3 separate regions of the Mus musculus genome follow, and regions 1 and 2 are each linked to region 3. The links are chromatin contacts, called in public Hi-C and promoter capture Hi-C maps. All regions are on one chromosome and are shown on one strand. The core of a region is the stretch at or near the end of the contact, and the rest is flanking DNA. Distances in the headings are between cores, read along the strand shown.

What was found. Promoter capture Hi-C pulls out the DNA fragments that hold promoters and counts their contacts. Hi-C and Micro-C count contacts between places; a contact is called where the count stands out from the background.
Region 1: a Hi-C map of uterus shows a contact between it and region 3, with 4 times the contacts expected there. The contact joins the promoter of Nus1 here to the promoter of Hsf2 in region 3. A contact is called at or near these places in 2 of 484 Hi-C or Micro-C datasets (CD4 T cells and uterus).
Region 2: a contact with region 3 is called in a promoter capture Hi-C map of pre-B cells. The contact joins the promoter of Gopc here to the promoter of Hsf2 in region 3. A contact is called at or near these places in 1 of 39 promoter capture datasets (pre-B cells) and 1 of 484 Hi-C or Micro-C datasets (CD8 T cells).

The regions. Positions count from the first base shown.
Region 1 is chr10:52,416,124-52,418,823 of GRCm38.p6, reverse strand. Nus1 (NUS1 dehydrodolichyl diphosphate synthase subunit) reads right to left here and starts at 1,277. Exons shown (of 5, transcript NM_030250.2): 1 at 656-1,277. The coding sequence starts at 1,082.
Region 2 is chr10:52,380,681-52,383,380 of GRCm38.p6, reverse strand. Gopc (golgi associated PDZ and coiled-coil motif containing) reads left to right here and starts at 1,257. Exons shown (of 9, transcript NM_001199272.1): 1 at 1,257-1,770. The coding sequence starts at 1,483.
Region 3 is chr10:57,485,113-57,487,812 of GRCm38.p6, reverse strand. It overlaps Hsf2 (heat shock factor 2), which reads right to left and starts at 1,428. Exons shown (of 12, transcript NM_008297.3): 1 at 1,212-1,428. The coding sequence starts at 1,304. 4930467K11Rik (RIKEN cDNA 4930467K11 gene) reads left to right here and starts at 1,460. Exons shown (of 4, transcript NR_045353.1): 1 at 1,460-1,630.

The DNA of each region.
Region 1 (2,700 bases), core at 28-2,527, 5.1 Mb after region 3:
TGTCCTTAACAAACCCGTGGTGAAATCCACTGCCTTGATTACTTGAAGGAACACAAGTGTATCTAGTACTGTACTGGCCTCTAAGGTGAAATGGCAACACGTGATTTCAGGCCTTTTTCCAGGCCTATCAAAACTCTCACACACTTTTCAGAAACCCCATTCAAATGCCACCTAACTCCAAGAGAGCTCATTTGGAAATCCTACAATGCAGCTCACGTATAAAGCCGCCACTGCTTGGTCGCCCTTAAGATGAGTTCATTGAACCCCCTTGAAGAGACACTTTGAAGAGCGCACAGACTGGTTAACTCCCCGTTACTTTTATGACCTTGGGCAAATCAGTTAATGTTCTGAACGTCAGCTCCCTCTTTCGTGAAACAAAGCCAGAGAAAACCACCTCCCTTAACGGACTACATTAAATATCTTTTACATGTTACAAACACTAACCAAATCTAAAGACTTTGTCAACGTCAACGTTCAATAAGACTGATCTCCCTTCCTCGAAAGCACCAGCACAGTGTAAGGGCCAAGGGCTACCGAAACTCGCAGGGCCTGGAGAGGGCGGCGGCCTCGCAGGACGACCGGGAACAAACTAGCTAGAAACGTAGTCCTCAGACTCGGAAGTGCCTCGGTCACCCCACCTCCCACCCGGCCTCACCTTGGTGGTCGTAGACGCTAATGTAGGAGATCCCCACGGCCATACACCACACCACGAGGCTGGCGATGTCTGAGAAGCTGGGCTCCTGCACTTCCTCCGTGACCAACAGGCCCATGTGCACCGGCAGCTTCTGCAGGGACCGGACGTCCGCGCGCCAGCGCAGCCGAGGATGGGTGGCGGCCGGTCCCGGTCCCGGTCCCGGTCCCCCGTGCGGGTGCCGGTGATGACGCCGGTTCCTGCCGACGGCCCGGGGCTTGCGGAGCGTGAAGCCGAGCGGCGCTAGGACCGCGGCGGAGGCGGCGCGACAGCAGCGCCGCCAGATCCAGTTCCAGGTGCCGAAGCGAACGCGGAGCCAGGAGGTGAGCGTGAGGTGCAGGCAGAGCAGCGCGTGCAGCACCCGCCACACCAGCTCGTACAGCCCCGTCATACTCCTGTGGCGCTCGGGCACCGTCACCTCCCTCCGGCCCACACCCGCGGCGCGACAGGGTCTTATCCGCCCCAGCGGCCGGCGCGGGCCATCGCTCCGCGTCCCCCCACCCCCCGCGCCCGAGCCCCTCGCCACTGCCAACACCTCACCTAGCCCCCGCCGCCATCTTCCTCCGCCCTCCGCAGCCCCGCCCCCGTTAGTACATGGAGAGTTCTGATTGGCTGCCGGGGAACTCCGACGCGACCGGGAGTCGTGGCTGGAGCCGCCACCGCACTGCTAAAGAGAGCGTGCGCTTGAGAATGAGGCTGGCTCCGGGCCGCTGGCGCCCCCTGGGGATGAGGAGGGCGACGCGCCAACGCCTCTAGCCTTTCTCCTATGGAATGATTGGGCTGTTCCTCAGACTGAGGGGAGGATCTGCAGCTTGAGATTTGTTGCCTATCTCCCCCTCACGGCCATGACAGAAACGATTCCCAAGGAGTTAAAAGCAATCTAAATGAACTGGAAGTTACACAGAGAGAATCCACCACCGCATCAGCAAGTGTAGATGCTGGAAATCGACCACGGTCCCCAAACAGAAGTGTTCTTGTCCCCAAAGGCTCAAGTGTTCTTGGAGAGGTCTCATCACAGTTCTTTGTCCAATCTTCCGACGAGAATAGAACGTCCCAGAATGGGAATGAAGTCCTACAGCATAGGACCTGGAAACAGACTGTTAGGGTCTGACACTGTTAGGGTCCCTAACAAATCAAGCTCTGCCACCTGTCCTTCATAGACCAATGACACAATAGAAGGTAAATACAGAAAAGCGAAACTGATTCAATGTGGCCACTCTGAGAAGAGAATCAGTGCCCAGATACAGTTGGATCTGTGTAATACAGACATATTTTTTACTGTATAGCCCCTTTTCCCATTAGGAAATGTCTACAGGCCTTAATGTTTTGGCCATTGTCACCTGTTTTAATTGGTCTCATTTCTGTAAGAATTGCTTTGCTTTAGTTTAAAACGTGAGTCTCATGTCCATCTGCAAGTTTTGTTGCCTTTGGCAGGAAATGCCTGTGGAGGAATTTTAATTGGGCAACATGGCTCCTCTCAATAACCGTAGCCAAAGATATGATCTGGCCATGATCCACACTGGATTACAGTATGATCTGGCTGGAATACACACACTCCCTTAGCACATACCTGTAATCCCTGACAATGAAGATAAGGCTAGTTTGTTGAAGGAAGCATCCATGTTTGAAATTGATGTTTAATTGAAGGGCAAAGTTATGAATCAGGAAAAAAATTGAGTGAGAGATAGGATACGTCCAACTCACAGAAAAACAGACAGGAAACAGATGCTAGTTATGGGAGGGAGGAGAGAGAGAGAGAGAGAGAGAGAGAGAGAGAGAGAGAGAGAGGTGGAGTGGGGAGGTGGGTAGTATATGTGTATGGCAGTTTTACAAAAACAGTTTTACTGAGATAGGTTACAGAGGGAACAAACTAGATACAAGTGAAGACAGAATGAGTCAGAGAATGAGAGTCAGAACATATTAGAACATATTGCCAAAGTTAGTATGAAGCCAGTCAGAGCAATTCAGTAAGAAGCCAGATTGAATCAGTCAGCTCAGAAGATTAGATT
Region 2 (2,700 bases), core at 8-2,507, 5.1 Mb after region 3:
GTCATGCATTGGAGTAACCAGAGTGCAAACTAAATCTGTTATTTCTTAATTCTTATTGGTACTGCTTTGATGAGAGGCACACAATGCCATGCAGACTTTGGTTGATGATTTATTAGAAAGGTCCGTCCCAAGAACAACTTCCGAAAGATTATGGACTAATTTTCCACATACTCCCGTAGGCGAGTCAGGAAGCACAATTCCTACCTGCCTACTCTAATTAGTCTGGCTTCTCCTTTCCCTTCCGGACAGTCTACTGTTGGTTTAGACAGGGGTGGAGTTGGAGAAGTGGAAGAGATGAGAGGCAGGACACAAAGAAAGCTCTTGATAAATGCTCTCAAATGCACGCAACACTGGAATTAAAAGTCGTGAGAGCCTCACTGTCTTACTAGTTCGGCTTGGATGAGGTCGTTTCATTAGATTTTATGTCCTCAGTGCCTCAATCGGGATATGTATTCAATGTTTATGAACATATGAAAATAACATGGGAACGAGCACAATACTAGTTTATAAGATGATTACAGCATCCCAAGTGGTTGCTTTAGAAATATACGATCTGTGATGCAGTAAGATGAGTGCTATGTACCAAGTGATAACACTTTCACTTTACCTTAATTGCCAAGTGAAGTAAACTTTGGAAACCTTGTTACCCAAGCAAGGTAACACCACTGAGGTGGGGCAGCTAGTATGTAATAATACATTGGCCTAGAACCCCAGCTTGTCAATCATAGAAGGAGGAACCATTGATTCAACAAAACTTGCTCAGTAGCTTCCATAGGCAGCTTCTGGCTGGAATGCACCGTCAGGTTTAGCAACATTAGCCAGTGTCCCCACCCTCCCGCCCTAAGAGCTGGAAATCGGAAGAGAAAACGTGGCTATTGCGCATGCACACACGGCCCTCCCCGCTCCCACCCGAGCCCCTTGACACCCCAGTAGCAACTTTGCTAGACGTCTGTGGACCGGTTCCAGGCCCACTGTGAAGCCAAACTGGCGGAAGCCGGTCCCCTCTGCGACGTGGAATCTTTCCCTTCCCTTCCTCCGGTCTTCCCCACTTGCAAGGGGCCACCTCAACCCTTTGCTTCTCAGGGTTTTGCCGGTCGTCAAAATGGTCGCAGACAGGCTTGTGGAGGCGAAGGCTTTTCATTGGCTAAGCTCTCGTACGGCCCCGCCCACTTTCTCCCTCTGGGCTGCGCCTGCTCTGGGCTCCGCTACGCACGCGCGGCGGGGGCGGGCCGGCTTGCGGGCGGGGCGGGTCTTCCGTGTCGCTGTCGCTGCTTCAGCCCCGCTTCCTTTGCTGCTCTGGAGCTGCGCTGCCGGCGTTGGCGGCGCGAGGGAAGGGAGGGGACCGGCGGGTGTGTGTCTGTGTGTGTGTGCGTGTGTGTCTGTGTGTGCGCGCGCGCGGGGGGCGCCGCGGTGCTAGCAGTTCCCCTCGCGCGGGGCGGGCGGCCAGAGTGAGCAGCAGTCGGCGAGGCCCTGGACGGCGCCATGTCGGCGGGTGGCCCATGCCCGGCGGGAGCCGGCGGCGGCCCAGGGGGCTCCTCCTGCCCTGTGGGGGTCTCCCCTGGCGGGGTGTCCATGTTCCGATGGCTTGAGGTGCTGGAGAAGGAGTTCGACAAGGCCTTCGTGGATGTGGATCTGCTTTTGGGCGAGATCGATCCGGACCAGGCGGACATCACTTATGAGGGGCGTCAGAAGATGACCAGCCTTAGCTCCTGCTTTGCGCAGCTATGCCACAAAGCCCAGACTGTGTCCCAGATCAACCACAAGCTTGAGGTGAGCCTCGGGGGCTGGCAGCAATAGCATTCAACCCCAGGCTGTCCGAGGTCGTTAGATCCCATTTAAAGCACTAGGAAAATGATCCTTAAAAACCTACCCACTGGACACCTCAGCTTCGAATGCGATGGAGAGTGCGTTTTATACGTGAGTGAAGCAAAGGAGTGCGGAGCGGGTGGGGGAGGAAAAGGATGCAGACTGATGTGTGGGTCTCCAGACGTCCTGTCATCCACCTCCCAGCATCTCATGCGGTGGGGACAGGAGCTAATCACACTACCTGCCTTGTAGGTGTTATTACCAAGATCTTCTGTCGGGGAATACCTCAACTCTCCTCTTCTGCTTTGATAATGACAAGCTAGATGATGTATTTTCAGACAGATGCAGCTCTGATTATTTTCATCCAATAGCCCAGATCAACGTCCGTGTCTGTACACAGAGACATGCATGAACTTAGGGGAATCCGATCAAAGCTCTTGGGGAAATGTAATGGAATATATATGTTCCTATCTACCTTCTCAGTTTACATTCACACTTGGCAGATATTACGGGCAGCTATGTCTTTAGAGCTGTCAATATTCAAATAACTTCTAGTATTGAGTGAGATGGTATGTCTTTGTATTTTACAGTATTTTCCCTAATTTCAGACCTTTGAGACTATGTAAAGACAATCCTTTGCTTAGGTCTCTAATCAGAGCAAGGGGAGTGTGATTGCAAACAGGAATTCCAAACCTCCCATTTTGTGTGGAAAATTCAACTAGGCCAGTATTACAAGATTTAGAAATTATGGTGTACTAACATTATATGGGAAACCTTTTAAAAATAGACAATTTCAGTAGAGAGTAGCTCTTTGATTTTAAAAAGGATTAAAAAAAAAGAGAGATACTTTGTTATGTGTGAAGTTCTTTGTGCCTTAGCTTTCTTAAGAGCTCC
Region 3 (2,700 bases), core at 179-2,678:
GAAAATTAAATCCTAGAAAGAAATTTTTAAAACTTGGCACTAATACTCAGCAAAAATTCAGTGACATAGTTGTCCAAATATCAGGTATATTCTATTGCTGTTACCTCCTAAAAGCAGGCAAGGGTGAAAACTAGTTTTAACAACAGAAAAGGGCACAAATGAAACGGAGGAGATAACATTTATTTGACATATAGCTAGGTATTTCCCACTTACTCATCTCAAAAACTGTGAACATGAAAATACCCTGAATAAGTCATCAACTCCAGTAAGAGGAGCCGATCCCCTTCATGAAGAGATTTGAACAATCCAAGCATTGCGAGTCTAGCAAAGGAAAGGCACAAGTGATGTAAAGAATCACTCTGCAAAGAATCTTTGTGTGGAACTGGGGGGAGGGGGTCTTGGGTCACCTAGGCAACGCATCAATCTAACACATAACTTAGACCAGGCAAGATACCGGGCTTGATTAAGGTCATCTTTATTTATAAGGAGGATCTGGATCAAACTGATCAAGGCAACCACAAACCACTATGCCGGCAACTATTCTGTGAAATTTAACGACTCGGTTTTTAACTCCAAGCCGCTAAGTTACTAAGCATAGTCTACAGGCACTTTTACTTGAATTATTTTAAAGAAACGACCCAGTCTCAAAACAATAACTGGGAAATTTCTATGTTAAAACTACATAAATAAAATACATAAATAAAATTTAAAAGCTCAAGGCAAGAGCAGTCGGAGTCTGCACATTTTCCCATTATCATCATAAAAGATCCCAGACGCCAGGGCAAGCAATCCCCGCGGAGGTGATTTCTTTAGATAAGACCTGTGCTCGCTCACTAGCCCGCTCGCCCGCTCTCCCGGGGCTCCGCGACCTCCGCGCCCCGCGGCGAGCAGACGACTGAGGATGAGTGTGCAGAACGCGCCGCCGGGGCCGGTTCCGAGCTCCCCGGGCCGGCGGGACCGTTACCAGGGCGCCCCTCCCCCACGGCGCGCGGCCGGAGGAGAACGGAGCCTGCGGGGCCCGGCTCGCCGCGCACACAAAGCCGGGGGTCCGCGCGAGGTGGGGAGGCCGCGCGCCGCCGCAGGCCGCGGGAGAAGCCGAGCCCAGCCCAGCCCAGCCCAACCCAGCCCAGCCGAGCCGAGCCGAAACGAGCCGAGCCGAGCCGAGCCGGTTCGACAAGGGGGACCCGAGGCCACCGCGTCCCCGACCCTACCTGACTCCAGGTGATGAACTCGTTGGTGTGGGTTTCCTCCACAAGCGTCCACAGCTTGCTGAGGAAAGCCGGCACGTTGGAACTCTGCTTCATTGTTAGCCCGGTGCAGGGATTCCAAATTCTACTACCGAACGCGGAGGTCGCAGCGGCGGCGGCGGCGGCGGCGGCGGCAGCAGCGGCGGTGGCAGCAGCTGCTGCTCCGGGGAACGCACACCACGCAGGCGCGGCGGATCTCGGGCTCCGCCCCCTCGGCGCCGCGGGGCGCGCGGTGAAGGCGGAGAGACCCCGCGGCCGCACGTGATGGACAAGGCTTCGCGCTCCACCCCTGCGCTCTACTCCCGCGCCCGGTCTCAGCGAGTCCAATCCAAGGCTTCGGATGCACTACAGAGCAAAGCGATTGGCTGCTGCCGCGAGGAGGGGTGGGCCCAAGAGTGGTTCAGCCTTCTCTGTTACCTTTTAGGCAGGGTACTCTCTTAGGGAATGATATTGGGTCCAGGGAAACCTTGTTTAGTGGATTCGCATGGAAAGGGTTTGGGTGCACCGGCTGTGGCTGGCAGAGTGCAGAGAAGCCCAAGGGCAGTTGACTCATAAGTTTGACCGGCGAAGAGTAATTTGCTCCAATCTAAAGGAAGGAATACATCACATGGGGCAGTGAGCTGCTTGTGAGCAGATGTGCTAGGCCCCTGGTTGAAACTATCTTAAAGACAATGAGCTTTTCTATACATTTTTCATGGGGAGAAAAATAGCTCATTTAAGGACAGTTTTATCAAAACCTGAAGCATGAATAATAGTTCCCTATTTGTGAAGTACTTGCTATTGTGTGTGTGTGTGTGTGTGTGTGTGTGTGTGTGTGTGTGTACTATTAGGAGCCAGCATCTGTTAAGAGCATCTTATATGCTTTTCTCAACTCAGCAAGCATCAGGTGCCTGTCATAAGCCCAGTTCAAAAGCAACGAGTCTAGTTTTAGAGTATCTGAGTCAAAATGATTGTTCTGCATGTACCTCACAGGGGTTTCCTCAGGCAAAATGTGATTCGGAACAGCTTCTTGAGCGAAATTTCCCATTTCTTCATTGACAATAAGACTTTCTACCCGTGAAGAGTAGCTATAATAACGTGGATCTCTGAAAAAAAGATTTTTTAAAAAACTTTTTTTGTTGTTGTTTTGTTTTGTTTGTTACTTAATAGCTGATCATAGTGTCTGGAATCTGTAAGTCAAGCACTCTGGAGGCTGAGGTAGAACTGTGGAGCAGTGGAGGTCAACCTGGGTTAAATAGTGAGCTCCAGGTATCCTGGGCTAATGGCAAGAAATATAGATAGATAGATAGATAGATAGATAGATAGATAGATAGATAGACAGACAGACAACTTTTTCAGTAAGCATATACTGAACACAGTCATACAGCACTGTTTGGATATATGATGGGGATATATGATGGGGTAACTGTGATTTTAAAAAAAAAGACTAATATTTGATGAGGTCTTATGTGAC